Linked DNA regions of Mus musculus: all the other regions are linked to region 1. A link is a contact called in public HiChIP or PLAC-seq and promoter capture Hi-C data. All regions are on one chromosome and are shown on one strand. The core of a region is the stretch at or near the end of the contact, and the rest is flanking DNA. Distances in the headings are between cores, read along the strand shown. Region 1 holds the start of Dgkd (diacylglycerol kinase, delta). Region 2 has its middle 12 kb from the start of Inpp5d. Region 3 holds the start of Ugt1a8 (UDP glucuronosyltransferase 1 family, polypeptide A8). Region 4 overlaps Inpp5d (inositol polyphosphate-5-phosphatase D).

What was found. Promoter capture Hi-C pulls out the DNA fragments that hold promoters and counts their contacts. HiChIP or PLAC-seq counts read pairs in DNA pulled down with a chosen protein or histone mark.
Region 2: an H3K27ac HiChIP or PLAC-seq map of microglia shows a contact between it and region 1, with 3 times the contacts expected there. The contact joins the enhancer-like site here to the promoter of Dgkd in region 1. A contact is called at or near these places in 2 of 39 promoter capture datasets (liver and pre-B cells), 1 of 484 Hi-C or Micro-C datasets (the G1E-ER4 cell line), 4 of 115 datasets of contacts at active chromatin or transcription factors (embryonic stem cells, kidney, memory CD8 T cells and 1 more) and 3 of 9 other capture datasets (adipose tissue, liver and macrophages).
Region 3: a promoter capture Hi-C map of embryonic stem cells shows a contact between it and region 1, with 4 times the contacts expected there. The contact joins the promoter of Ugt1a8 here to the promoter of Dgkd in region 1. A contact is called at or near these places in 8 of 39 promoter capture datasets (the 3T3-L1 cell line, 3T3-L1-derived adipocytes, the C10 cell line and 5 more), 2 of 115 datasets of contacts at active chromatin or transcription factors (acute myeloid leukemia and microglia) and 4 of 9 other capture datasets (adipose tissue, liver, macrophages and 1 more).
Region 4: an H3K4me3 HiChIP or PLAC-seq map of pro-B cells shows a contact between it and region 1, with 8 times the contacts expected there. The contact joins the enhancer-like site here to the promoter of Dgkd in region 1. A contact is called at or near these places in 2 of 39 promoter capture datasets (embryonic stem cells and pre-B cells), 1 of 484 Hi-C or Micro-C datasets (the G1E-ER4 cell line), 9 of 115 datasets of contacts at active chromatin or transcription factors (the 230-238 cell line, acute myeloid leukemia, bone marrow-derived macrophages and 6 more) and 3 of 9 other capture datasets (adipose tissue, liver and macrophages).

Annotation. Positions count from the first base shown.
Region 1 is chr1:87,851,600-87,855,140 of GRCm38.p6, reverse strand. Dgkd (diacylglycerol kinase, delta) reads right to left here and starts at 1,854. Exons shown (of 30, transcript NM_177646.3): 1 at 1,685-1,854. The coding sequence starts at 1,840. It overlaps Gm19582 (predicted gene, 19582), which reads left to right and starts at 842. Exons shown (of 2, transcript NR_136921.1): 1 at 842-1,170; 2 at 1,283-1,794.
Region 2 is chr1:87,606,300-87,609,840 of GRCm38.p6, reverse strand. No RefSeq gene overlaps it. Among named protein-coding and RNA genes, the nearest start is that of Inpp5d, 12 kb to the left of the region's middle. Within about 2 kb of position 2,025, at least 121 of the 459 cell types and tissues checked have an H3K27ac peak or open chromatin away from gene starts, as enhancers often do. A contact at or near this core is called in adipose tissue, memory CD8 T cells and microglia, where this site is marked.
Region 3 is chr1:88,086,176-88,089,716 of GRCm38.p6, reverse strand. It overlaps Ugt1a8 (UDP glucuronosyltransferase 1 family, polypeptide A8), which reads right to left and starts at 1,889. Exons shown (of 5, transcript NM_001378375.1): 1 at 996-1,889. The coding sequence starts at 1,850. All of the region lies in intron 1 of Ugt1a10 (UDP glycosyltransferase 1 family, polypeptide A10), which reads right to left. The region is part of intron 1 of Ugt1a9 (UDP glucuronosyltransferase 1 family, polypeptide A9); the gene reads right to left.
Region 4 is chr1:87,648,969-87,652,509 of GRCm38.p6, reverse strand. The region is part of intron 2 of Inpp5d (inositol polyphosphate-5-phosphatase D); the gene reads right to left. Among named protein-coding and RNA genes, the nearest start is that of Inpp5d, 30 kb to the right of the region's middle. Within about 2 kb of position 1,604, at least 91 of the 459 cell types and tissues checked have an H3K27ac peak or open chromatin away from gene starts, as enhancers often do. A contact at or near this core is called in the G1E-ER4 cell line, acute myeloid leukemia, adipose tissue and 6 more, where this site is marked.

The DNA.
Region 1 (3,541 bases), core at 605-3,104:
GTCTGATGTGGTCTTCTCCCTTTGACCTTCTTCCCCCACCCCTGGGTGGTAGCAGTGGCTTCCTGCTAATGGCCTCGGCTCTGAACTGCCTCAATGCAGCTCCCTCTCTGTTCTTCAGCACCTGTGTCACAGCGCCCCTGCACTAAGCTCTTCTGGTCAAACAGTAAGAGTGGGTTCTGATCACACCATTTGGAACTTAGCATTATATGCCACACACATATTACCAGGAAATCTTTGTGAATGGCCTCTCTGCTACAAAGGGAAGTTATTGCACACAGTAAACTTCTTATTTCCCACTTCTTAACAAGCTCTAGCAACCCAGAAGAAAAATCAGCCTTGAGCTATCTGTACAGCAGATGTGAATGTATTCAGAACACAAGTCCTCGGGTGTATTTTTAACACCACAACTGTCACTCCTACCAACAACAACAACCAGAACAGCTGGTATAGCAGCTATTGTTTTTGTCCAGAGGAAAGGCAGGGAGACACCTCCTGACCAATAAAACTCTGGACTCAATGCAATTTCGGAGGAGTCCACCGTCCCCACCGCGATCCTGGCCTTCACTCACCATTCCCCTCAGTCAGAGAGTCTGATCTGCCTCACACCACTACCTATCTTAAGGACCAAGCACTAGGAAAGGGCATTTCCATTAGTATCAAGGCTCCTTAAACTTGTTCCTGGGGCTGTAATTGTTATAGCTAGAATAACACAGGTGTTAGGTCCCGTGTGCTGAATGACTTGGGTACCACATAACAAATGGACCACGTCAGCACCTAAATGGCACCCCAATCCCCAACCCCGGCAAGTAACAGAGGGTGGCAGATGATCAAGCAAGAAATGGTTTTTCCAGTAAAGGGTAACTAACTGGCCTCGGAGGAAAAGCGCACTGCAGCAGGATGAGCAAGCCCGTGCCAGCCGGAACTGCCAAGGCTGCCCCACGGTGGCAACCTGCTAGCCACCACCTGTCCAGCCACCTGCCTGAGGAAGCCCTTCCAACAAGGAGGGCTCACCTCGGCAAGAAACCATACGCAGTTTTCAAGAGGAACCAGAAAGGAAAAGCAAAGGGTGCAACTTTATTCTTAGGGAAAGACAACAAAAAGGCATGTGTCTCTCTGCACTGCAACCCGAGCGGCTGGAGTTCTCCACGGAGAGAGTTCTGAGCCCAGCGGGTGAGGAGTCCCGGCTTTCCCAAGGAGGGAGGAGGGTGAAAGGGAGGAAGAGAGGGAGGGAGAGAGGGAGAAGCGGCCACTACACGCGCATCCCTTCCCTTTCGGAACATAGGGGTGAGGACCCCGCAGCGGGCTGAGCAGTGGAGGGAGAGCCTGACGCAGGTGAGTACGGGAAGCTGCACCCGGTGCTCAGACCTACAGACCCCCCAGGCCTCGGGGAGCACGCGCCTGCGGCCCCCGCAGCGGTCCCCGCAGCGGCCCCAGCAGCACGCCGGGCCTCGGTCTCCTCAGCGGCGGCGCCCACCTGCGCCCAGTCCCCGCAGACCGGTCCCCGCGGCCCCGTCCTCGCGGCCCGGTCCCCGCGGTCCGTTAAGCCGCGGCGCGCTCGGCCCCGTAGCAGCGACCGCAGGACCTCGGGCCCGGCAGGGCCTGGGCGGCCGCTCGCACACGGTCACGGGCCTCGGCAGGGACCGCGGCGTGAGGGGCGCGCGCCCGGCCGACGCCGCGGGCTCACCTTCTGCCGGATCTGGCCCGACGTGGACACCTTACGGATAAGCTTCTGCGGGGAGCCCGGCTCAGCCTCGGGTTCACTGTCGGACGACTCCTCAGGCGGCGGCGGCGGAGGTGGCTGAGGAGGACCCGGCGGAGGGGCGCCCGCCGCCGCCGCCATGCTGCCCGGCCAGCGCGCGCGCCGCGGGGGGGCGGGGCGGGGCGGGGATGGGATGGGCCCAGCGCCTGGGGCGGAGCCTGGGCGGGGCGGGGCCTAGAGGCCGGCCGCCCCACCCCACCGCGCCCCCATAGGCAGTGGGCGCAGACGTAGGCTTGCCGGGCCCTTGCTGGGTTGTTTCGGCCTGACCCATCTCTTTCCTTCTGATGTCTTCTGTCGTTTTCTTCTTGGAACACAATTTCTAGTTTTTGTCTCTGAGTACACTGTTTTATCACTCATACCCGAGTGTAAGTGATCTCTAGGAGGCCGCTGGACTATGTTGGTGAAACAGTTTACAGAGTGCGTGAAAGTACACCCAGAGGGAGAACTTCTGTTAAGGCCACTGTTAAGGAAAGATGGAGAACCGGGGAACCGTGTTGTAGGCAGAGGCTAGATCTGTGCAAAGGCCCAGAGGCAAAAAGAAAAAAGAAAGGAAGGAAGGGATTTAGAGGGGCTTAGAGGGAGGAAAATGGGACTAGGACAGGAACTGGAGAGCTTTGGGATCGAGGCTCTGAGGACCAGATACGGGATTGGCCTTTTCTGCTGAGACCTGAGGGCAGCAAGAAACCCGGTTGGAGTTGGGGGAGTAAAGAGGTAGATAAGCTGAGCCTGGCTGGGTCACAAAGCGGAGGATCTATGAAGTATTAAGGCAAATAGGCACTCTGAATTACTGGCTGGGGCTGAGAGATAGAGAAGGGAACTGAGATTCAGAAGGGAGGGATGGGGTACTAGAGAGACATAGCAGAATGAACTCTGAGCCAAAGGAGGACCCTATGCAGTTAGAAAAGGAGTGGCTTCCGTTTGGAGTTTTGTTTTTTTGTTGTTTTGTTTTGTTTGGGCATATTGAGATGGAAAAGGACTTGGGGCCAACCAGGACAATGTGCTACCTTCCTGCTCTGCTCTGCTCTAAGAGGCAAGTCAGCAGAGGACCACCTTGGCTATCCCTTCACCCTTTCAGAGGCTGCTGCTGGAGACCCACCAATCAGCAAGCTTTGGGCCTCTGGACAACTGGACAACTCATTCTAGTGGCAATACAAGTCAGATACCACCAGGAACCACAGGAGGTTCCTAATCTGGCACAAAGATGAGGCCAGGATACTGACCTCCCAACCAGTACAGAGGATGACTTTTGTGAAAAAGATCTGAGATGCCTGGATGAACCAGGACACACTCCACCTATGCTGTAGCCACTGGCTACATACAAGTACTTATATTTAAATTCCTATTAACTAGTACCAGCCTAGGCTAAAGAATGACATTTAAGAAAAGAAAAGAGAAAAAGAAAAAGAAAAAGAACCAAGCTGGGCAGTGGTGGTGCACGCCTTTAATCCCAGCACTCAGGAGCCAAAGCCAGCAGATCTCTGAGTTCAAGGCCAGCCTGATCTACAGACTCAGTTCCAGGACAGCCAGGGCTACACAGAGGAGACCCTGTCTCAAAGAAAACAAAAACAACAAAATTTCAGTTCCTCAGTGACACTAGTCAACATTTGCAGCACTGAATGGCCTCATATGGCTTGGCAGCTACCATAGTGTATGTACTTCTAACACAGACAGATTCTATAGCACTTGATAGTGACAACTGCCCATACTGAGCTCCTGTGCATGCAGGATGAAACACACAGCCCTCAGCCATACCCCACGAACCAAAAGGAAACGGAGCCCCTG
Region 2 (3,541 bases), core at 776-3,275, 250 kb after region 1:
CTAAGTGCTGGTATTGTGGTATGGGACAAGAATATTTTGTAATGATAATAAACAGCCATGTTCATTTTTAACGCGTTGTGCTTTTAACCAGTATTTTGTGCTGCTCCCCCTACTTTTAAAAAGGTTTGACTGTACTACGGTGAGCCAGCGTCTTGATGACATCATTTTCTCCTGTTCCTGATTCAATCTTGCATTTTTCTGTCCATGTAACCCTCAGGGCACCAGCAGACATTACACAGCTGCCACAGCAGCAGGCCACACCTTCTAGGTCCATGGAACTTCATTTGCATCATAGGACTGCATCGACTTCTTCCAAGTCAAAGATCAAGGATACTCATGAGGAGGACGGTAGCTGTGGTTGTGAGCTGGGAAGGCTCTCTTCCCATCTGGCCCCTGCGCTCTTTCCTGTCTATCCACTCCCCTTGCTCATTTCTCTCTCCATCCAGTCTTCTCTCTGCTCCTTCTAGCTGCCACATCTCCTCTAAGTTGCCTCAGTTAGGGCACTGCTCCGTTGGACTATCATCTCGCTTCTCAGTTCCATTTGCATTTCTGCTTCTGGACGAGATCCTCAGGGTGGTCTTTACAAGTCCTACACCAGGCTTTGGACCACATCCTTAAGGTGGTCTTTGCAAGTCCTAGCATCAGGCTTCAGCAGACACAGGTTTCCTTCAAGCTTGCAAAGTTCGTTGCAACTGGTCTTAGAGCACTTGGCTGGCTTCCTGGGAACAGGCTTGCCTTGAGGATGGAACGATGGTAGCCTCAGTTCATCCTATCTCTCCTCCGTATCTCTGAAAACTCTATTGCAGCAGTTCAGATCAGACATGGAATCATACACAGGACCAGGGCCAGAGTCTGAAGGCCAGCCTTGTAACATTTGGCCCATCTGAATCACACTGTATCTCAGGAAAGTGGGGAAGACATCTCTGCTGAAGGGTGAGAGGCAGTGAAGCATGGCTGGCCTGGGGGGTTGTTTAGGATAAGATAGAAATCCTGTGTGACTCAGATGATCAGTGCCCGGAGGGCAGTGCCTTGGCCAGCACAGGATTGGGTAGACTCCTGGCACCCAATGGTGCCACAGAATGCTGGCACAGGGTGTAGCCAGCATCACTAAGAATCACCTCTGGTTAACAACCTTGCTTTGAAGGAGGATAGCATCTTACAAGTACACAGCTTACCCGCAGCTTCTACAACCCTAGGTTAGGGCCTGAGCCTTGCAGTTTCCACCGCCAGGGGGCGCCTTGACCTCTGGCCTCCCCAAGCCTGAACAACATTCAGGTGTCAATCAAGACCAGCTCGTCCCTTTTCAAATAAAGCCAGCAACAGGAACAGACTCCATTTCCCAAGAGGACAAAGAACTCATGATGTCTTGATCCGTGCTTCATGGCATAGTTGAAAACGGGAAACCTGGCTGTGACAGAAAACCAGGCAGTGACAAGATATGGGTGGGATCAAGTGGGTAGGAAGAATTGAGTAAGAACTTGAGCCAGTGTCGCCAGGACTCTTAGGGACAGGGCATAATAGTAATGATACAGTAGTAAATGAAAGAGACAAAAGACAAAAAAAACAAAAAAACAAAAACCTCAAGAACCAAAAAACCACACACAAAACCAACCAACCAACCAATAAAACAACAACAACAAACCAATTTGAAATAACCATCCCAGAAGAACGCTCTGAAGACGCTCAGTCTGGTGGCAGATTCCTAATTCATCTTTTTTTTTCCACCCTGGGACTCCATTCCCTGAGTCAAGCCCCAGACCAGAGGGTCAGCCCACCACAGTTGCCAGGCTACTTACTGCACTGTGCCATGCCTGGACCTCCTCCAACCTGTGTTCTGGTCTCCAGCACTTCCCAAGCGTGAATCACGACAGCCTCCCTTGGCAGGGCCCGCGGCCGCGCTTCCTAAACGCCTTTTCTGCCAACAGCTACCCGCTTTCTGTGGTGATTACGTGTCAGCTGCTCCCTGCTTCAGACTTTTTACCTCTTCCTCTATGCTTCCTCAGCCAGCAGCTATCTTCACTGATCTGCCAAAAACCCTCACTGTGGGTTCCAGAATCTTCTCCCCAGCCCCGTCTTCCTCCTATGCCACCCGCCCTACCCTCAGCCGACTTTGAGTTTCCGGGGTTACACCCTGGTTTAAAAAAAAATGTTTCTGAAATGGCTTTCCACTTTTGTGGGACCGGCTGCTGCCTCACCCTGGGCCATAAGCCTTTTCTGACACCTGCTGAATGCTGTCCATCTTCTTTGCCCCACCTCCTGAGCCTCTACAATAAGCCACGCCTCTAGAGCGCTTGCCCCGCTACAGGCTCCTCTTCCCACTTAACCACCACACTGTCACGTTGTGGGCACTTGTCTTAGATCACGCCCCACAACAGAATATCATGGACGGTGACTCCAACAACGCAACAACAGGTATTTATTTCTTGTCATTTAAAGGGTGGGCATCCACAATCAAGGTTCTGACATTGCTGCTTCTGCTGAGGGCTGTCTTCCTGACTGGCAGGCGGCTACCTTCCATACTTTCCTTTGAACCTACCACCTTTCTGACTTCGTTCGACTTTAGTTGCTACTTAAAAGCACCATCTCCAGAGACAGTCACTTTGGGAGTCACCACAATTCACCCCTTAACAATACCTGGACTGTAGCGATAGATTGCCTCTAGGTGCAAGCACTGCACTAACATTTATGTATGAGTTACCTCGTCCGGGCCACACAGATACTCCTCAAGGCAGACATAACCTCCAACTTCACGCCTGAGAAAGTGAGAACCAGAGAGATTAACCAACCTGCAAATTAGCAGCACACCAGAGCTCCTAGCTCATATCTGAGGATCTCAGAATGGGACTGTGTGCTGTAAGCCTTGAATTAGATAATCAGAACTTTACTGCTAGACTCTGCGATTCCTTTACTCAAAGGTTTCATTCTCCCAGAATCCTCTCCTGTCTGCAAACTCCCAAAGCTCCCCATAGCTCAGACTATTATATCCTGTGACTTCAATGACTTAGGAAACCACTACTGTCCCTCTTTGGTATTTCCTTCCCTTACAGGGACCAGACAGGAGTCCCCTTTACTCTATGCCTGAGTCTTGAATCTTTAGCCAGTTCTATTGATGGTAGCTATAATTGTAGAACACAGGCAAGCAAAATTATGGCCTCCAAATCCTGCTCCACTCCTCTGGCCAGTCCCCAGCCTCTGCTCCACCCCCACCTTCTCCCAGTCTTCACTTCTACACACCCAGTCTCCCTCACTCTTAATGTCCACAACCCCATTTGTGTTTCAGATCCTGGACATCCTCAGAGCCCCTTTCTGCCATCTCTGTCTGAAATATTCCAGCCAGACTCCCTGAACTCCAGAGAAACACAAAAAAACAGGCAGCCCCAGCCCTAGAATAACCCATGTTATGTGTCCAAACAATGTGGTAGCCAGGGACTTCTAGGCCTCCGCTGAGCACCAACCTCCTCCGTTCCCTATCTCCTGTATTCATGCTGCTCTACCCAGCTCACTTCCAGATTCATCAGACTTTAAAATTCTTCACCTCACT
Region 3 (3,541 bases), core at 640-3,139, 230 kb before region 1:
GAAAGAAAGAAAGAAAGAAAGAAAGAAAGAAAGAAAGAAAGAAAGAAAGAAAGAAAGAAAGAAAGAAAGACCAGGAAGGAAGGAAACAAAGAAAGAAAGAGAGCTGGAGAGATGGCTCAGTGGTTAAGAGCACTGACTGCCCTTTCAGAGGTCCTGAGTTCAATTCCTAGCAACTGCATGGTGGCGTACAAACATCTGTAATGGGATCTGATGCTCTCTTGCGGTGTGTCTGAAGACAGCTACATTGTACTTACATATAATGAACAAATAAATCTTTAAAAATTTTTGAAAAGGAAGGAAGGAAACAACTACCAAAGGGAAGAGAAAAGAAGACAGACAGACAGACAAGACTAAGGATAATAATTAGCCCAGTCTGGGATATTGAATATGTATCAAGTGTGGGTTAGAAACACAAAGGCACATTTACAACAACACACTTGTCCTGGGAAGAGTCAGAGAGGATGCAGTAGGGTTAGATTTGCTCAAAATCCATTTTATACGTGTATAAGATTCTCAAATTATAAAACTAAAAACTACTTTTAAAGATCACGATAAATTTACTTTAGTGAAGACCATCAATTGTTGGAATGTGAAAAGGGACGGTGAAGACACCTTTGTCCAGGCTAACGCTGCACCTTATTTTAAGGACACAGCTTTGGATGTTTACAGCTGAGGACTATTTGTGAACTACCTCCCCGAGCCTGGGAAGCACACAAAACTCCAGAGTGCTCTTTAAAGGGAGGTAGAGAACGGGAATGAGCAAACCGAAGCTTCATTTCTTACTGTGTTTTTCCGTCTATTTCCAAAAGCAATGATGAATGCAGCCTGGTGATTATGAGAATGTCAGTGGTACACCCACATATCAACAAGCATGGTGAAAAGTCACACTACTGCAATTCTGTTGGAAGGACAACAACAAAACCCAAAGACAACAAATGAATGGCTTCGTCATCCAAAGCCGACTCTCTTCACCTGCTTAAGGAAAAATGATGTACCTTGGAAAGTGGCTTTCCCGGGTGGCAGTTGATCCCGCCAATGTAGACCATGTTGGGCATCACAGGTCTGGGGAACTCCAACACAAAGTCAGTGCGAAACATCCAAATGGACACTGAGCTGAAGAGGTCTGTCATAGTCACTGGGGTCTGCAGAACTTCAGAGGCAATTTCTATAGCAGTTTTGAAAAAATAGGGGCAAAATGCACGTTCCTTCATGTAGGAGAAATAGTTCCACACTCTCTCCTTAAAAGTCATGGTGTCTGCGAATTTTGAGAGAATTCTGGGGACATAAGAAGGAGGACTTGGGCACTGGGCACCCTCATCAAGATAGTGACAAAATATCCCACCGCTGAAGACCACGGACGGGAGAGAAAAGTACTTAGCTATAGTTAAGCCACACACATCGAAAGGATCCAGAAACACAGCATCAAAAGATCTCTGCTTCAAGTACTCCACTAACTTCTTGTCGTTAAACAAACTCCTACAGTGTGAAAACAGTACTTGGAAGAAACCTTTGCCTGAATGCTTCAGTAGTGAGAACATTCCTACTTCTCGATTTTCCCATTGCTTGTGAGCAAAAAAATTGAAGTGGTGGCTTAAATCTTCCAGAGTGTAAGAAACAGAGTAGGTTTTCACTGTAAAATTCTGTGACTTTCCCAGGTGCCAACTCACCTCTGGGATGACTACCACAACCTCATGCCCTCTGTGGCTCAATTTCTCCACAATCATCTTCATGGAGAACCAGTGGCTCCCATCCATGGGCACCACCAGCAGCCTGCCTGCCTGGGCCAAGCCAAAGGCCAACAGCAGGCACACACGGAGAGGAAGAGAGGCTGGAAAAACTGCAGGAGCCATGGGAGAAACACAGCCCAGGAGAATACATGGGCTGGGACTGTGTGTTCTTCTAATTTGGGAAGAGGAAAGCTTGTGGAATCTAGAAAGCCTCCCCCCAGAGGAGGGCGTGGACTCACCTTCATTAAGAAAGTACACTCCCTGACAATGACTGACTTTTGAAAACAATAACAATTGAGCCATTATTGAGATGCCTACTTGTTTGTTTTTCTGATAAGAAGGGCCTATGACCCTTTTCTTGGGCAGAATCACATAACATGAGTTTAGAAATTGTTATGAAGAAATACACTTGACTCTATATCCAAACGTTTTCCCAAGAGGAAGAAAGAAAGTGTCAAAAGAATCTCACATTTTTAGAATTGGTTCCAAAGTAAAATCTGGACACTTTCTTTAGGCCACTACACTGTGTCCCAAAGGGAATTGCTGCCTCTGCTCCCAAGGCCTATGGGGAGGTTCTTAGCACGACCCTTCTGACAGTAAAAAGACTCTGCCAGATGAGCAATGCTGCTGGTCTCGGCATTGCAGAAGAATTCTTATTCCATTGCTAAACTCCTGGAAAGCTGGGATATGCTAAGATAAGCAGCTATAGTATGGATCATGTCAAGGACCTGGTGGCATGTGACTGTCATCTCTCTTACTTTTCATATGTCCAATGCAATGTCACATAGTCTAAAAAGAGGTTGAGACCTCTGCTGTGGGTTTCCCCAAGGGAATCTATGCCATTTTGTTCCACAGTCCCTTGAGTACACCTTGAAGTCAGGACATATGATTCCCTTGTGTATTCATCCTATTTGCACAGTGCCCAGATATGGCTTATCTGGAGAAGAACAAAAAGAATTTGTCTTTAGACTCAACTGCATCATGCAAGTTTTCTATATAGTTTCATGGATAGCTTAGTGGTATATATCAGGTAATAAGGTACATTTAGCAAGAAATTGTATAGTCATCCTGGGAGGGGGTTGATCCTTGTTTGTTCCAAACATTGTCCCTTTTTACCTTAAATGTCACTTTTAATAGATATATACTTAGTCATCTATTTACCTTGGTGACTGGGAAACACTCAGGTGATCATTTTTGAAGACTCAACAATGGCTAGCATGCCATGTCTTGAATCCCAGTACTAGGGAGGCAGAGGCAGGTAGATATTGTGAATTCAAGGCTTGCCTGGTGGACATAGCAAGCTCCAGAACAGCTGGATCTATATAATAGACGCAGCCTCAAAATAAAGCCAACCAAACAAAAAATGGCTAGTATGACATCTAGTTTCTGGTTCAGGAAGACTCAGGCTCAGATTCTCCCAAAGAAAAATAAACTAACAGCTCCCCAAGACCTCACTTTGAAACCATAACAATTGAAAACAAGTCCAGGAAGCATGAATGGTTCACAGAACTTAATGAAATTCAAGTAAAGTAAAAAGGAAGGAACAATTGTCTTACTCGGATCACACCACCCAACTCTTATCCCCAAATCAGGGCAATGAAGATAAGGAGATCATTTACCCTGAACATAAACCTGCTGGCAGAGAGGTGAGCTAGTGTTCATAATACAAAGTCCTTAGTGTTCCCAGAGTTCCTAGGACTGCCCCAGAGATATCTCTGGTGGCCTGGGGGTCACTAGGAGAAAGGACATAGTCATGCCACATGGGGTGAAGCAGAATCAAAAACAAAGAAAGGAAGCAAAATCATACTTCCATG
Region 4 (3,541 bases), core at 355-2,854, 200 kb after region 1:
TGGGCTATTTTTAAGTTAACTTGGCACAAGATTAGAGTCATTGGAGAGGAGGGAACTTCAATTGAGAAAATGCCTCTGTGGAGGTTTGGTCTTTTGCTAGGTATAATAATGCTAAATACTGGTCCCCAAGGCCTGGTTGCCCCCAGGGACAAGAGAATCTGCACATAGACCCAAGAGCTCTGTAACCTTGTCTCCTCCCCCAAGTTATCCCTGATTGGTGAATAAAGATGCCTACAGTCTATAGCTGGGCAGAATTGAGACAGGCAGGGATTGGGAGTTCCCAGGCTTGGAGGAAAACCACGAGAGGAAAGAGAGAAGATGGAATGTGGAGAAGTTACCATGGGGTAGGTGAATTATAGAAACATGGCCATGCTGGCCACTTGGAGTTAAGAGTGGCCCAGATGGAACATGGCAAGTGACAACTCGGGGTTATGGGTAGGGAAGTAGATTCAGATGGTTTAGAGGGTAGATATCTACCCAGCTCTAGTGCATTAAAAGCTTATTATAAATAATCATGTTGTGTGTCTTTTATCTGGGAATTGAATGATCAAAGACAGGGTAGAAACCCAGACTGAGATTAAATGTTGTCTACAACATGACTCCATAAAATCAGGCTGTAAGCAATCCTATAAGGCATTTTCTCGATTAGTGGTTGATGGGGGAAGAGCCAAGCCCATTGTGGGTGGGGTCATCCCTGGGCTGGTGGTCCTGGGTTCTATAAGAAAAGCAGACTGAGCAAGCCATGAGAAACAAGCCAGTAAGCAGCACCTCCGTGGCCTCTGCATCAGCTCCTGTCTCCAGGCTCCTGTCCTGTTGAAGTTCCTGTCCTGGCTTCCTTCAATGAGGAACTGTGATGTGGAAGTGTAAGCCAAATAAGTCCTTTCCTCCTCAACTTGCTTTTGGTAATGGTGTTTCTCCATGACAACAGAAACCCCAACTAGGAAAATGAGGCTCTGATCAAGATGCTCAAAGTCTAGAGTCAGGACTTTGTCAGCTCTTCCAATTTGAGTTTATATCACACTGTCCAGGGTTATTACCCATGGTTCCACTGACTTCAATCCCAAGCAGCCATTCTAGTGGGCGTCTTATTGGGAATATTGACACCACAGACACTGGCAGAAGATTGGGGGCATTGTTTTCCTTATAGGAGAATAGCTCTCAGATGTTTGTCACCTCATGTGTCATAGGGAGTGACATCAGCCATTCTAACAGCATCATCTCCTACGGACTGGGCTTCCTGTCTATACCTGGTTTTCCTTCTGCATGACCCCAGGATTAGAAGGCAACATTGAATCCTGAAGAAATTACAGTGGTCACAAAAAGGTTAATAACTTCTGGGGCAATGCAGAGGGCAAGGAGCATTCATCAAGGACAAAGATTTTCCAACTTAAAGATGGCAAAGGCCCAGACCAAAACAGGAAGTTTCCAGCTTGCCGTGGTGGGTGGTGGGATTGTCTGAGGCTGAGAAGAGCCGGAAAGGGACAAGAACAAAGTGTTCTCTGCTTGGCAAGCTGTCATGATAGCATGGGTCCATCAGCTCCTCAGCATGGCACGCCCCAGACCTCTGGAGGCCAGAAGTTCAGTTAGGTAGACTTTGATAAACACCAGCCTTTAGAGGAACCGAAAGTTACCTCTGACGCCTCTTGCTGCTCCAAGGAACTGAGCAAGACACAGTCTAGCCTGAGATCCAAGGCAGGCAAACAGATGCAGTTACACCTGCTGCTGTGACGCCCAAGCTCCATCCCAGGGAAGGAAGAGACCTCTGAGCAAGAGAACTGGGCCTTGGGGGAGGGGAGGCCTAAAGGGAAGGGCAGATCGGGGAAGTTGTGACTTTCACAATGGGTGAGAAGGCTTACTCTGCAGTTCACAGTTTGGTGGGGTTATGTGCGTCTTGGGTAAGGTTTCAGGTCGGGGCAATCTGCCAAAGCAGGGTCTATGAGAAAATGCAAAGCATGTAGCGGTCTAGGGGACAGTGGGTGTGCAATGGGGACCAATCCAGTCAGTGAAACATGGTTTTAAGGATTAGGCTCTTTATTAAATCTTTTAGATTTATATATATTAATTATACAGAAAAAACAGCTTTATTGTGAGGTTTTCACACACACACACACACACACACACATTTTGTTCACATTTACCTCCTATGACCCTCTGTTGTCCCCCTCACATACCTGCTGATCTCTTTCTGTTTCTAATCCCCTCTTTTATCTCTCATTTATGCAGTGTGGGTTCGCGCACGCGTGTGCACATGAGAGCAAGCGCATGCATGCATGCACACACACATATGCCGATGAGTTTAGTTTGGGTTGTTCATAAGAGAGCATAGATGAGAGGTTATTGACAGGAGCATGGATGCCTGGCCAGTAGCTACACCACTGGAGAAACTGACTGCCTCCCCTGGTATTGTTAACCACCGACAGATCTTCAGGGGGTGATGGGACCGCACAAGTCCCTCCCCCTTCCCCCATAAGAAGATCCTTTTCTGTATCAGAAGCAGAACAGTCCTGGGGTGAGATGGTAGGCAAGGAGGGAACAAGCCCAAGCTCATTGGAGCCCCCCCCCCCTCTCCCTGCAAAGGAGCTAAGAACTTCAAATAATTATGTGGAAAAAAAAAATCTGTTAATTTTAAGAACTGTTTCTCACTGGTCCATACTTAAAGAAAACCATGTGTCAGATAACCAACAGTGCTAAGCCTTGATGGCTACAACATCACAGCAGCCACCTGCCTGCCACCATCAAGCTCATCTATGTAGATTTGGGCAAAGCATCTTGTGAGATTCATTCATCAGCTGTTGAGGACCACCCAGAAAAAAGACCAGCTCAGTCAGATCCCAGTCAAGTCAGAACAGACATACGTCTCTCCATGCCATCAGCTGTTCACACCAGACGTGGGCTTACAGGGTTGCCAGTCAGCTAGGAGGCATCTCCACCCTTCTGGGTGACAGAAGCACAAGCAGACCCTGGGTGATCTGAATATGCTAGACCAGACAATGGGAAGTTTATGAGAAAACCAAGCTGGGGCTCTGCATCGAGGTAGGAAAAAGTGCACACAAGGAAGATAAGAGTAAGCGCAGTGTAAATAAAAGGGCCTTCCCTTCCCAGAGGTAGGGTGGGTCAAGCTGAGCTCTTAGGAGAGTGCTGAATGGGAGAGGAAGTGAACTCTGCAGCACTGGGCTCCTAAGGTCCTTTGGGAAAGGGAGAGTACATCATAGGTTAGGGTGGACATGCAGAATGGTGGCTAGAACTCTCCTTGTGAGAGGAAGAACCAGCTGGGGTAGGAATGGTCCTAGGAGTCAGATGTCTTTCTCCTTTAAGGAGCATATTGTGGGATGCACAGGTTATCCCCTGAGAGTTCCTGGTGTCTGGTTCTGACCACTCACCTAGCATTCAGCTTTACCTAAGAAGAAGTCCCCAGTGGACTGGCTGGAACCTTCATACAGGACCTATGCTGACCCCCATCTTATTTACCCACTTCCTCTTCCCCTTTGCTGCCCTGGTCTTGATTTATAGTCTCCTTCTGGAGCAGAAATCCGAAACAGGC